Regions from separate parts of the Sus scrofa genome. Here region 1 is linked to region 2. Evidence: chromatin contacts called from public Hi-C data. All regions are on one chromosome and are shown on one strand. Each heading gives the region's core, a stretch centred on a gene start, on an enhancer-like site or on the middle of the called end of the contact. The rest is flanking DNA. Distances are from core to core; before and after follow the strand shown. Region 1 holds the start of MSRB3 (methionine-R-sulfoxide reductase B3). Region 2 holds the start of LEMD3 (LEM domain containing 3).

Region 1 (7,017 bases), core at 2,900-5,399, 99 kb after region 2:
ACCTGAGAATACACATAGGCTGTAAGTGTGGCCATTTAACAAAAAGTTCATTCTTATCTCTCTCCCCCAGCTCCCATATCCTCTGTGCAGTTGATTTTGCATATTCTACTTTATGTAATACAGTCTTGCCAAGAGCCAAGCAGTTTTGCTGGTCAAGAGGGGATTACCTCTCTACAATATTGAAAGTCTTGTTAAATATGTATTCCTTGTTGTAGCTTATCCATAGCCAAAGCTGGTAGAATAAGGCAGCACATAAATCATGGGAATACATCCTTAAAAGCTCTCCAGAATTGATCAACAAAAGGGATGGCCTCAACTGTGTAAAATTGAGGGGCAGGGAAATCATTTTACCATGAAAAGAAGGAAAATACTCATTTTAATTCAGTCGTCCATCTTTGAGAGTCCTTGTCATTTTAGTGGGTTTGGAGATGGCGGCTGGAAGGGTGTCATGGAGGTGGAACTCCTTTTTCAGAATCTGAGAGAAAATCCTTAAAAAAAAAAAAGGAAGAATCTGAGAGAAAATGTCCGGGGTCTCCTTCAGCCGATCAGCATTAACTCTGTGGCCCTGAGAAGAGTTCTCAACTCTCTCCCGACTCCAGCACCTTGAAGCATGGGGACAGGTGTCCAGCAGCATAAACCGTGTTCTCAGCAGGGGAGAGTGAGCGTGACAACCTTCTACCTCCCAGGATAGGAAAATGAATCTTGGGAGTTTGAATTGAGTGTCATTAGAAAAACTTTCTTCTGGAGGGCCTGTTACATCCTCTTAAGAAATAATTCCTGGAGTTCCCATCATGACTCAGTGGTTAACGAATCCAACTAGGAAACATGAGGTTGCAGGTTCGGTCCCTGGTCTCGCTCAGTGGGTTAAGGATCCAGTGTTGCCATGAGCTGTGGTGTAGGTCGCAGACGTGGCTTGGATTCAGCATTGCTGTGGCTCTGGCGTTAGCCTGGGAACCTCCATATGCTGCAGGTATGGCTCTAGAAAAGACCAAAAAAAAAAAAAAAAAAAAAAAAAAAAAGAAAGAATTCCCTTACCAACTGATTGTTATTGGTTTAGAACGATGGCATTTGGATAAATGTTCATTGAATTTAAGTATTAACTTAGACTTTCTCTCCCTGACTGAGGCCTTGTGAATAATATGTAGGTGGAATATGAACATTCTCCTGTTTGTAGTTGTTGGCATCCACCCAAGATGTTCTTTGGGTACGTGGAGTCGGGGTTCATCTCGAAGCTTTGTGTAATGGCTAAGGGATTTAATTAAAGAATTGAGACTATTAGAGAGATTGTAGCTTGAATGCCTGCCATGCTTACGGACTCCTTTTGAAAGAGACTGTTCTACCTGGAACCCCATACAAGGGGGCAACACAGTCAGGTTGTTTGGCATAGGCGATCATGTTGTGCAGCATGTGAGCATCCCATCTTAGCCACAGCTGTAGGAGTCAGAGAGGACACCTGGCTTAGAAGTAGACAACCCAAAGTCTGCTCAATGGCTTATGAGGCAGCTTCATATGAGAACTTTCCCCAGGACAGACAATGGCATTGGAATCAAATTCTCCTGTATGGGGCATTTCATCATGAGCTATAGAGGAGCCTTGGCACCTGGAAGCGGGAACAGGAGTGGAAAGACTGTGGTTGTGCAATTTATTTTACTGCTATGTTCTGAAGACACTGTATGAGGAGTTGGGGCAGCGGTGTCCTGGAGCTGGTTCATAATGGGCCCCAAGAGCTGGCTGGGTGCATCTCTTCCCAACTTTGCCTCCAGAGACTCAGGTTGGGTGGGAGTATTGGCACCCACATAAACTGTTTTTTGTTACCATTCAGGCCTCCCTCCTCTAGATCTGTTAGACACTGACTGGCACGCCCCTGAGTTGGGGGAGGAATGGTATAAAGGAAGCAGTTAACCTCTGAGCCCTTTGTCTTAAAAGCAAACATTGTTTAAGGTAATATGTTAACAAGATTGTTTTTAAGATGGTAGTAGACATTAGAGAAAACATTGTGAAATATATGATTTAAACTACAAAACTCCTAGGAATGTGGTCAGAGGGTAGTGGCTTTCTGGTTCCTGGTGCCCATCAAAGGCACAGGCCCCCACCCCAGGCCCACAAAAGATCCCCTGACAAGCTAGTTAAGTCTCTGGTCTAATTTCCACATGAATTCTTTACCCCTATCACTAGAGGTAACCTGAGTGCACACCAGTTACTTAAAACCACAAGAGCCCAAAGAATACAGTTTTTGAATACCTTTCCTTTTTTTTTTTTTAAGAGAAAGTGGGACAGATTAGATTAGTACCGTAAAAAGAGTAGGTGTGGGCTTTGGAATGAGGTTTTAATTCCTACTGCTTCATCCCTTCCTGGTGGCATAATTTACTTACCTATGCTTCAGTCCCCTTAGGCTGTAAAACAGGAATAAAAAATACTAAGGGCAAAGATATTTGGAAGAACTCAACGAAATACCATGTGTAAAACAACTAGCACAGCGTCTAACTTTGTACTCAGTAACTTGTTCTTTTCTCTCCTAACATATTTATTTAAGCCTTTAGAGCAGCTGCTGGTATTGCTCTCAAGCCAGCAGTTGATGCAATTAATTAACCCTCCACTCTTATTAACATGCAGTAGTGATAGTGCACTCTGTGTAATTTTATGTTTTTGTTCATAAGGTCAACTAAAATATTTTAAACAAGGCCCAAACTAGGGCAATCCTTTGCAATAATCCTTTTCTGTACACTTTATGGAGCTCCTATAAATCTGTTTACAAGTGACTGTGCTCATTTTACTTTTGTTAAACAAATATTTAAACTATGGGAAAGAATTATGCTATGTATTGTGGAGGAAGTAAGAAAAAATGATGCTTATGTACTACAAAATATACAAAAAAGAGGGAAGGGAGGGGATCCTTGAGTTTCCCGAGAATTCTCTTTCAGATACCCAGCATTGTTACTGAATATAATGTAACCTGTCTTTTAAATTCCTACTTTACTGTATTACAGGTTATTTACTGTTAGTTTGCTTAGGTCATCTGCCCTTTCTCCTATCATCACTGCTAGTACATTGAGGGTGAAATCTGCCCATGTGCCAGGAGTAATTCATGGTGTTTCCAGCACCAGATGATTTAAGGGGAACCCCTTGCAAATGGACTGGTTTTTGGCATTTGGGCTTTAATACTTTGCCAGAATTGAATTTGTTTTAAAATAAAGTCCCTGATTTTCAAGAATAGCATTTTCAAACAAATAGTGTGATGTACAAATTACCATACTTTAGTTCATGTTAGAATAATCCACACTCTAAATCTGTTTGACTTTTACCCCTTAAGTATTTTGCATCAATAAATCATTCCTGTAGCATCTTAAAATGGTCATAAATAATTACAGAACATCCTACATCTCCAGGGCCTGTCCCATTACTGTGAGGAAAAAAAAAAAAGTAATTAGACATAATTATGTCCTCTTGAAAAGCTAAGGGTCTTTTGGACTTGATTACTGGAGGAGTTATCAGTGCCAAAGAAAAGTCAAAGAACTATTGGCTGAGGCCTGTAATTAAACATCTGGTACAGACATTTTTGATCATCAGAGGTAGTGCTTTTTGAATACATTTTAACACTCCCCTTCAGGCAAGCCACAATAAATACAAAGTTAGCATAAGGGGGATGAAGAGAGGTTGGAGGTGAAAAGAACGACTGACCTAGATAAAACATCAGCGTTTAGCTAGTGTGAGAAACTGTCACTCAGCGTGCCTCAACTCCATATATGGTGTTCACTTCTAAGTTTGGGTAGAGCCTCTTTATAACTCTGGCTAAGAACTCACACACCCACACAAACACACGTGGTGTAGAGAGCCTACTTACCTGGAATGCAGGAGGGTGGTTTTCTGTATTATGCCTGTTCGTTTTGTACAGGTTAGCTCCCCTGAGTGTGTGCGTAAGTGCCAGTGCAGCTCCAACCTCACCCTCCCACACTCAGAGAAGCACTTGCCAGATCTTTTTATCCCCTTACTCCTAGAGCTCTCAACCTATTAGGGGCATCGCAAGAATCTCCTCAAACCCCTTAATTTGACTTCCCGCGGGTCCCTGGCTCGCTGTCGGATCTCCTCTCTTTTCTGCCCCTTCGGGGTCTTAGGTGGGACCTGTGGGTGGGATGCTCGGCTCTGCTTTTGGGCCCCAACACTGGAATGGGATGCCCTCAGGCAGAGGGATTCCGTCTCCTGGTCACCTTGGCGGCCGGCGCCCTTGGGGCGGCAGCGGAGGAGGAGGATTCGGAGGAGGAGGGAGTTGGCTGCCGCCGAGGCCCGGGCAGCGGGCCCCGTCCGCGGCGGGCGCTCTCCGCGGTCCTCCCTCGCTCGTCTCCTATGCTCATATTTGGACTCGGCTGCCCGTGCCCAGGAATTTCCCGTCATGCCTCCCGCCGCCCCGTCCGTCGCCCGGAGCCGGGGAGGAAGGGAGGGAGGTTCGGACAGCGGCGGCGGCGGCTCTCTGGCCCTTCCATGAGCCCGCCGCGAACCCTCCCGCGCTCTCTCTCGCTCTGCCTCTGCCTCTGCCTGGCCGCGGCCGCGGCCCGGGCAGCCGCTCAGTCGGGTGAGTTGGGGCTCCCTCCACGCCTCGCTTCAGCCCTCCTGCCCGACCCTGCCGAGTTGAGGTGTGACCCCGACCCTGTCTGCCTCCGAGCGCTCTCTGCGCCCCCTTCAGTCCCCCGCGAGGAGTCCCTCTTTCCTGAGCCGAGGAGGGGCGCGGGCGTGGAGGGGCGGATGGAAGGAGGTCAGCGCTGCCTTCGCCCCCGCCGACGGGAGGCGTCTGGCCGCCTCGCTGACACCTTATCCCGTCCCGCGAGCGAACCTGAGCCCGAGGGAGGCTCGCGCGCCCGACGCGGGCCCCGGAGGGAGGGGCCTGGCGGGACCGCTGGGGAGGAGAAGCCGCTCCCGGCTCTTAACGCGGAGGCGCGGGGCCCGAGGCGGGGGCCAGCTGGGGCCCCTGCCCCGCGAGGGTCGGCCCTGCCTCCGCGGCCGCTCAGATAACGGGCTTGGGCGCGTGGGAACAGCCAGCCAGGCCCGCGCCTCCTGCCGCGCTTCGGGGAGGGGCGTGGGGCGCTGGGCGGCGGGGGGCAGCGGCGGGCGTGCAGCGACGAGGGGCGCACCCAGAGGCGCACAGCCGCCCGCACCGCGGGGTCAGGCGGCCGCGGGCCCGATAGGCCAAAAACGAACAAAACCCCCAGGTTGCCAGGTATCAGTTTTGTGGTGTTTTTTTTTTTTTTTTTTTTTTTTTTTTTTTTTTTTAAGGGGGTTAAAAAAGCATTGGAGTCTGGTTTATAAGTTTCACCTTGGACTATTTCCAGCTATATGATCGAAAGGTGTAAGCCCTGCCTGATTTGGTTTAGGACTATAAGCTGTCAAGTGGGGTGATTTTACAGTCTTAACAGGATGATTTTAAAGATAGTTTGGAAAATATCAGTGAGGAAAATTTTTTAACATAAGATTATTATGAAAACTAATTATTTGAAAGTACAAAGTAGAGTTTAAGGTAAATGTGAAATTGCATGAACTTCCATATTTGTGATGAATGTCTAATCATCAGAGCTTCTCAGTTCTTAATTTTATCTGGGATGGAAGAAAATATAATTCCTCAGAGTTGAGATTTCTTAGCAAATTTGAGTTTGTTTTTGTTTTTTGCCAGCGATAGACTATATACTGTGAAGATATGGCTAATAACTAGAACTTACGAATTAGTTGAACGCTGACTATTAAGCATAGATTATATTCAGCACTCTCTGGTCTATGGCTTCATATTTCCATTTGCAGCGTTTGTGGCAAAATATATTTTAAGAGATAGTTTTGATTATAAAATAATCTTCAGGATTCATATAATTTATGAAATTGTCGATTCAGATTGATGAAAGATTTAAAAAATATTAAGTATGTGCAGTTTATCAATATTAGTTTAAGTAAGGATATCAATTTCATATTTGCTTCTGGTTAGTATTATTTTTCACAAAGACTTACTTTTTATGGATTCATATTTTAAGAGTAACTTTAATAGCATTTCTTGGGGAACACAACAGGCTCTAATTTCATATTTTAGAACAGTCTTCTAAAAAAATACTGTGCTTCACGATAAAGGGTAGATTGTACTGCCAGAGATTATATGTTTTTTTTTCCCCCCTCAGTGATGTATTGGCTTACCTAATATTTGTGGTAAAGCAGCCGTTGAAGACCAAAATCCACCGCACTATGACTCCTTGCCAGCAATTTTGAAAACCAAGTTTATATTTGGACCATTTAAACATTTATTCTTTTAATTTTGGTCCCAGCTGACATATAAGTCTAATTTCTGGTGACTTTTATTAGGGTCCTGTGTGAATGTCTGGAATTTTTTTACATTAAAATAAGCGGTTCTCTGCCATTTAGAATTTTGTCACAGTGCCTAAATTTCCTGTCTGCCAAGGCTGCGAGCATACAACATCATTTAGGTTTTGAACCAACACAGTTTTTTGGCTTTTAGAGGTGCTTGGTCTAATGTCTTAACTAAAATATTAATCCATTTGGTCAGAAATCTCTACTGTTTTGCTAAACTTAAGTAACAAGAATATCCAAAAAATATTCCAACAGTAGTTTTCATAAATTTTTCAAATACAGTTTTTCTCCTTTTTTAAAAAATTTTTTACTTTTTTTGCTTTTTAGGGCCGCACCCGCAGCATATGGAAGTTCCCAGGTTAGGGGTTGAACCACAGCTGCTAGCCTACACCACAGCCACGGCAATATGGGATCCAAGCCGCATCTGTGACCTACACCACACACAGCTTAGGGCAATGCCAGATCCTTAACCCACTGATCGAGGTCAGGGATCGAACCCTCAGCCTCATGGTTCCTAGTCGAATTCGTTTCCGCTGCACCACAATGGCAACTCCTAGTTTTTCTCTTATAATTAAAAATATATTGTCAAATATTAGAGCAACTTCAGGAAATAAATGCTTTTTGATCCTGTCATAATCCTATCACAGTCCCTTTGATTTGTATCTTACTTGTGTTACTATA
Region 2 (6,882 bases), core at 2,353-4,852:
TATTTCTGAGTTCTCTTTCCAGTTGCTTCATGTAGCAATAAAACTAAGAAATACGTTAACTGTAAAAGCTTTTGTCCTCTTCCTCACCTCATTACAGACTCCTCCCTCTCTAGGATAGGTGAGAAAAGAGGGAACTAAGTTTATTTTTACATATATTACTGTATGATTTAAGAAAGGTATTCAAGAGGTAGTATACTGTAGTGGAAAGAGTAGGAAATTTGGACTCTGAGGTCATACGTTTCAGTTTTGCATCTGGCTATTGAGAGAACTGAATCAAGGAACCTTTCTAATCTTGGTTTCCTTATATGTAAAAGATGAAAACTAATCATAAAATACCCTTTGGATTGTCAGAGGAATTATATGATGGTCTGCAAATAAGTAAAAGATAGCTAAACAGATGTATATCATCTTAGGAAGAGAAAATAAAATCATTTTTTAAAATGAAGCACATGTTGGAGTTCCTGTTGTGGCTCAGTGGGTTAAGAATCTGACCAGCATCCATGAGGATGCGGGTTCAATCCCTGGCCTTGCTCAGTGGGTTAAACGATCTGGCACAGCTATGAGCTGTGGTGTAGGATGGCAGCTGCAGCTCTGATTTGAGCCCTAGCCTGGGAATTTCCATATGCCTCAGATGCAGCCCTAAAAAAATTAAAATAAAATAAAATGAGGCACATGAAGTTAGAAAGTTTAGATGGAGTTAGCAATGGGATTAATTTATAAAATATATGCTATAGAGCCCTAAACACTTGCCATGGTTGGGACACAAATTCAAGCCTGAACTTCCCAGCTCTTGTCTCAAAGAGAGAAACATGGCAAGTCAGCAAACACAGTGTCCATCCATAAGGTCAGAAACAAATTCGTAATTTTGTCATTCTTCAAAAAGTGAAACCCACAATTACCATATGATCTGAAATTTCTAGGTACATACCCAAAATAATAGAAAACAAGTATTCAAACAGATACTTGTACACGAATGTTCATAGCAGCAGTATTCACAATAACCCAAAGGTGGAAACAACCAAAATTTCTATCAATGGATGAACAGATAAATGAAATGTGGTATATTCATAATAGGAAATATTATTCAGCCATAAAAAGAAATGAAATACTGATCCATGCTACATCCTTTTTTTTTTTTTTTGCTTTTTGCTTTTTTATGGCCCCACTCATGACATATGGAAGTTCCCAGGCTAGAGGTCAAATTGGACCTGCAGTCTATACCACAGCCACAGCAACACCAGATCCAAGCTGTGTCTGTGACTTAAACCACAGCTCATGGCAATGCCAGATCCTTAACCCATTGAGCCAGGCCACGTATCCAACTGTCCTCATGGATACTAGTCGGGTTTGTTATCACTGAGCTACAACGGGAACTCCTTGATACATGGTATATCTTGATGAATCTCAAAATGTTAAGTGAAAGGAGTCAGACACAAAAGATCACATTATTATATGAGTCCATTTATATGAAATATCCAGAATAGTTAAATCCATAGAGACAGGAAAAAGATAAGGTTGCCAGGATCTGGGCATTCCTGTTGTGGCACAGTGGAAACGAATCTGACTAGGAACCATGAGATTGCAGGTTCGATCCCTGGCCTCACTCGTGGGTTAAGGATCTGGTGTTGCGGTGAGCTATAGTGTAGGTCGCAGATGGGGCTCAGATCCCGTGTTGCTGTGGCTGTGGCATAGGTGGAAGCTGTAGCTCTGATTAGACTCCTAGCCTGGGAACCTCCATATGCCCCGGGTGCTGCCCTAAAAAGGAAAAAAAAAAAAAAAAAAAGTTGCCAGGGTCTGGAGATGGGGAGAAATAGAGAATGTCTGCATATCAGGTACAGGTTCTCCTTTAGGAACGTTGAAAATGTTTTTGAATTACACAGAGGTGATGGTTGCACAACTTTGTAAATGTACTAAATGCAATCAAATGTACACTTTTAAATGCTTAATTTTGTTATGTGAATCTTACCTCAACAACAAAAATAATAAATACATAAATAAAACAAAGCAGAACCAAAACAAATGAGCTGTCTGGAAACGTACAATTATTTCTAATACTGAGACCAGAAAGGACAGTCTCTAAGGAAATAAACCTTTGAACATAATGTTGAGTGGTCATTCTTTAGATTGTTCTTCAACATAAGCTAAAGTCAGGAGTTCCTGTTGTGGGTCAGTGGTAATGAACCCGACTAGTATCCATGACGACACAGATTTGATCCCTGGCCTTCCTCAGTGGGTTAAGGATCCTGCATTGCTGTGAACCGTGGTGTAGGTCACAGACATGGCTCAGATTTGGCATTTCTGTGGCTGTGGTGTAGGCCTGCGTCTGCAGCTCCAATTCAACCCCTAGCCTGGGAACTTCCATAATCTGCAGGTGCAGAACTAAAAAAAAAGCTAATGTCCTGACTATGAAGGACAAAATTGCAAAAGATATTTTACTGGAAACCAGGGGGAGTACAGTGTTAGTAATATGGCCCAAGCTAAACTGGTATCTGACCAGAGGGCTTAAGATAGTGACAATATTAAAAACAGAGAGAAAGAAACAGACTGCCAGGTCTTAATTGTTTTTGTTTTTTGGTTTTTGTTATTGACTGTGTGTGAAGGTTTCTCATTTGCCACTACTTTTACGTCAAAATATTAATCTCATACTATCCTACTTTTGGAAGTCATTCATTAGTTCAACAAATGTTCTTGAACTTCTAGTGTCAGGCACTGTAGGGGTGGTTCCTGTGCCCATAAAGCTTACAGTTCAAAGGGATAAGACAATCCAGTCAATCAATAATTTTGAAAACAAATGCATTAAAAATAATCATTAACAATAAATAAATAACTATAGGTTGGAAAGATGCTAAGAAGGAAATAAGCAGGATGGTGTGCTCGCTTTTTTGTCATAGAGTGAAGCAAGGGATAGACTCTTTCAATCACCAAAATGATGACCTATCAGATTTTAGAAGAGGAAAAAATGATAATACTTTACAACCAACTAGGGAATGAATATCCATCACAATTGAAGAAAACTATTGGGGCTGGCTGGTTTACTCTGTATCTCTTCCTTGGAATGGAAGATGTGAGGCTTCTCAGAATGAGCAGTGAGAGAAACTGCCCTTCCCTTTTCTTTGGTAAGTCAAGTAGAAAGACAAAGTGAAAAGAGAACCAGGAGTCAATAGGGAAATTGCCAATTGTCTGTCCACCAAAATTTAAGTCTCCTGGTTCCCCTACGCAGCGGGAATCAGGACGGAAAAAACTAATGCCATGAAGTTCAAGGCAGATTTCCCATCAACTATTACTGCCCAGCGGCAGGAACCTGGAAAGAAGAGGTCAAGGTACTGCTTGTCAGGAGGCAGTCCCCGGGAAAGGCGCTGGTAAAGGCAAAGAGGAGAGTTGCCGGATGGAGAGGAGACAGAAAGGGAAAGGGAAGGGAAGGCACTGGCACCCCAAGTCAGAGCGCAGAAAAACTCTCAGCAGCGGGAGCTGCGCGCCGCTCAGGTGGCCTTTTCCCGCTCAGGTGAGCTCCTCCCGCGCCTCCCATTGGCTAAGGCGCCCGTGGCGCTGGGAGGGCGACGCACCCCGGTCTAGTTCAGGGTCTAGGGCGGCGCGTCACTTCCGGTAGCGCGGAGCTTGTAAAACACCCTGGAGAGAAAATGGCGGCGGCAGCGGCTTCGGCGCCTCAGCAGCTCTCGGATGAGGAGCTTTTCTCTCAGCTCCGCCGTTACGGCCTGTCTCCTGGCCCAGTGACGGAAAGCACCCGCCCGGTTTACCTCAAGAAGCTGAAGAAGCTTCGAGAGGAAGAGCAGCAGCAGCACCGGTCCGGGGGCCGCGGCACCAAGACGCGGAACAGTAATAACAATAACACGGCAGCCGCCACGGTCGCCGCCGCGGGATCGACGGTGGCGGCCGCGGGGATGGGGGTCCGGCCGGTCTCGGGCGACCTCTCCTACTTACGGACTCCTGGAGGCCTGGGCCGGATCTCCACTTCGGGCCCGGAGAGCCCCTTGGGAGGGACCGGGGGCGCCTCGGCCGCCCCCACGGCTGGCAGCAAAGTGGTCCTGGGCTTCAGCTCGGACGAGTCGGACGTGGAGGCCAGTCCCCGGGACCAGGCCGGCGGCGGCGGCGGGAGGAAAGACCGGGCTCCGCTCCAGTACCGCGGGCTCAAACCGCCGTCGGCGCCCCTGACCGCCAGCGAGGTGACTAACAACAACTCGGCCGAGCGGAGGAAGCCCCACTCGTGGTGGGGGGCCAGGAGGTCGGCGGCTCCCGAGCTGCAGAGCCCGTCGGGGAGAGATGGGGCGGCGGAAGACGAGGAGCAGGAGGGAGAAGACGGCGAGGACAGGGACCCGGAGGCCGAGGAGCCTCTGTGGTCCGGCCGGACCGTGAATGGCAGCCGGCTTCTCCCCTACAGCTGCCGGGAAAACTATTCGGACTCGGAGGAAGAAGACGACGACGACGTGGCCTCCAGCCGACAGGTATTGAAGGACGACTCCCTTTCCCGGCACCGGCTCCGGCGGGGCCATAGTAAGCCTCTCTCTCCTCTGCCTGCGAAATCGGCCGGCGGCCGGCTGGAGACCTCCGTTCAGGGAAGGGGAGGAATCGCGATGAATGACAGGGCGGCGGCCGCCGGGAGTCTAGACCGGAGCAGAAACCTCGAGGAGCCGGCGGCGGCGGAGCAGGGAGGAGGGTGTGATCCATTGGACTCCAGCCCCATTCCTAGATATCGTGTTAACGCTAAGAAACTGGCCCCTCTCCTGCCGCCACCGCTCGCGGACATGGACTCAACCTTGGATTCGTCCACAGGCTCTCTTCTTAAAACCAATAATCATATCGGCGGCGGAGCCTTCAACGTGGACTCCCCCAGGATTTTTTCCAACAGCCTCCCTCCCGGTGCGGCGGTGGCCGCCTCTGGTTCACTCAGGATCAATCACTCCAATCATACGGGCTCCAATCACACCTACCTGAAAAACACATACAACAAACCGAAGCTTTCTGAACCCGAGGAGGAACTTCTCCAGCAGTTTAAACGGGAGGAGGTGTCCCCAACAGGAGGTTTCAGTGCTCACTACTTGTCCATGTTTCTCTTAACTGCTGCCTGCTTATTTTTCCTCATATTGGGACTGACTTACCTAGGAATGAGAGGGACGGGAGTAACCGAGGATGGAGAACTCACCAGTAAGTATTAAGCCCTGTGGGGAAGGCAACAAAAGGACTGTTGTTAGTGGTGGGCTCTAACCGCACTGGGCATTTAGCCGAGGTGACTTCTTAACCCACTGCGCCATGGCGGGATCTCCCTATCCGAGGTGACTTCTGTCAGCAAGAATATGGCTTTAGTAGTGAAACACAACAGATTGAGTGCCTTCGTGCCATCTTTCCTTAAGAAAGAACATGATTACAATGATCGGAACGATGATGCCACGGCTGGATTTAAGGGTTTTCTGTATGATGTATTGGGAAATTCAAAACATAAAAGAACAAAATACTATAAGCAAGCCTGTTAGTAAAATGCACTTCGTGTGTGTGACTTAAATTTTCTTTTGGCCTTAAATAACCACTTGTGCAGATGCCAGTCCCATTACTCAACAGTTTGGAGGTATTTTGATTGTGCAGGAGCATAATAATGCACTGGAGTTTTTGTTTTTTTTGTTTTCCCCAAATGAGTTGTGATTTTAAAAGACAATGTAAGATCTCTTGAAATGGTGGTTAAATGTTTTGTTTTATTAAGGACAGGTGTAAGTAGTCCCATAATTTCTTTAAAGTGAATGAGTATGGAAAGTAGGAAGGCACACGTCTAAATTGATTTCCCAGCCCAAAGCACCTCCCTCCCACCAGTGAAAAGGGGCAGTGTAGGGGTTTGCAGTCAGATCCATCTGGATTGGTTTCCGGGCTCTGCCTTTCACTTGCTTAATGGCTGTGGGCAGGTGTGTTTGCTCATTCATTAAGCCAGCGTCATTTGTGCTGAACATTCAGGATATAGCAGTGGTAAGTCGAAGTATCCCTCTCCTTTAACATGGGAGGAAGATGAATACTGATCATTTTATGTTCTATGAAGGCAATAGGATGGAGCCATTGGTGTACTCTGCTTTAGAGATGGTGCAGGTAGGTACTCATTGAGCTAACCTACTAGTTGAGTTAATCTCTGACCTAAAGCAGGAGGGGGAGTTAGCCTTGTAGGAGACAGAAGAGCTTTCTGGGCAGAGATTACTAGAGGAGGAGGAAAGGTTTTGAGTTGAGCCAAGAGCCTTCCTGTAGGGTATAGTACTTTGAGCAAGGGGGTGCGGGAGCCAGAGTTGGAGTTTCCCTTGATAATCTGTAAAACGATGCTAATCTTGACTAGAATGACGCCTAGGATGATTGAAAGAGAGAAAATAAGTTTTTAGTGCATGATGGACTGCTGAATACATAATTTATCCATGTTAGGTCCTTCTCCTCTCTACCCCCTGAAACTTACTAACCCTCTTCACCCAATGTGAATTCACTGTATCATGATTTATATTTATGAAATTGGCTTGGTGTTATCAGTTTTGTTCAAAGTAGCGAATGATGTAGTTAGCAAAGAATAGGAGTGAAAATAGTGTAAGCTTTGGTTTGGGTATAGCCAATTTTATGATAGTCAAATAATAGATTATGATATTCCTTAACTAGGGGGATTAGAAGAGGACTGAAATCCAGCACTCAATGTTAATCGGTACTCTGGGAGCAAGAGTGGTATATCAGTGTCCTGCCCCAGATATTTGAGAAAGAAAAGAAATAAGGTCATGGTAGAAGTTAAATTGGTAAATGTCACATAAATGATGTTACCTATGGGCAGTACCTATCTGTATGTTTGTTTCTCTAACAGAACTGGTTTGTTCTATGAACCGGCCCTTTTACTAAAACGCTTTGCGAATATTATCT

The links. Hi-C and Micro-C count contacts between places; a contact is called where the count stands out from the background.
Region 1: a contact with region 2 is called in a Hi-C map of fetal liver, with 4 times the contacts expected there. The contact joins the promoter of MSRB3 here to the promoter of LEMD3 in region 2. A contact is called at or near these places in 4 of 47 Hi-C or Micro-C datasets (adipocytes, fetal liver, fibroblasts and 1 more).

Annotation. Positions count from the first base shown.
Region 1 is chr5:29,691,675-29,698,691 of Sscrofa11.1, forward strand. It overlaps MSRB3 (methionine-R-sulfoxide reductase B3), which reads left to right and starts at 4,150. Exons shown (of 6, transcript XM_021091955.1): 1 at 4,150-4,567. The coding sequence starts at 4,165.
Region 2 is chr5:29,592,732-29,599,613 of Sscrofa11.1, forward strand. LEMD3 (LEM domain containing 3) reads left to right here and starts at 3,603. Exons shown (of 13, transcript NM_001315597.1): 1 at 3,603-5,160. The coding sequence starts at 3,639.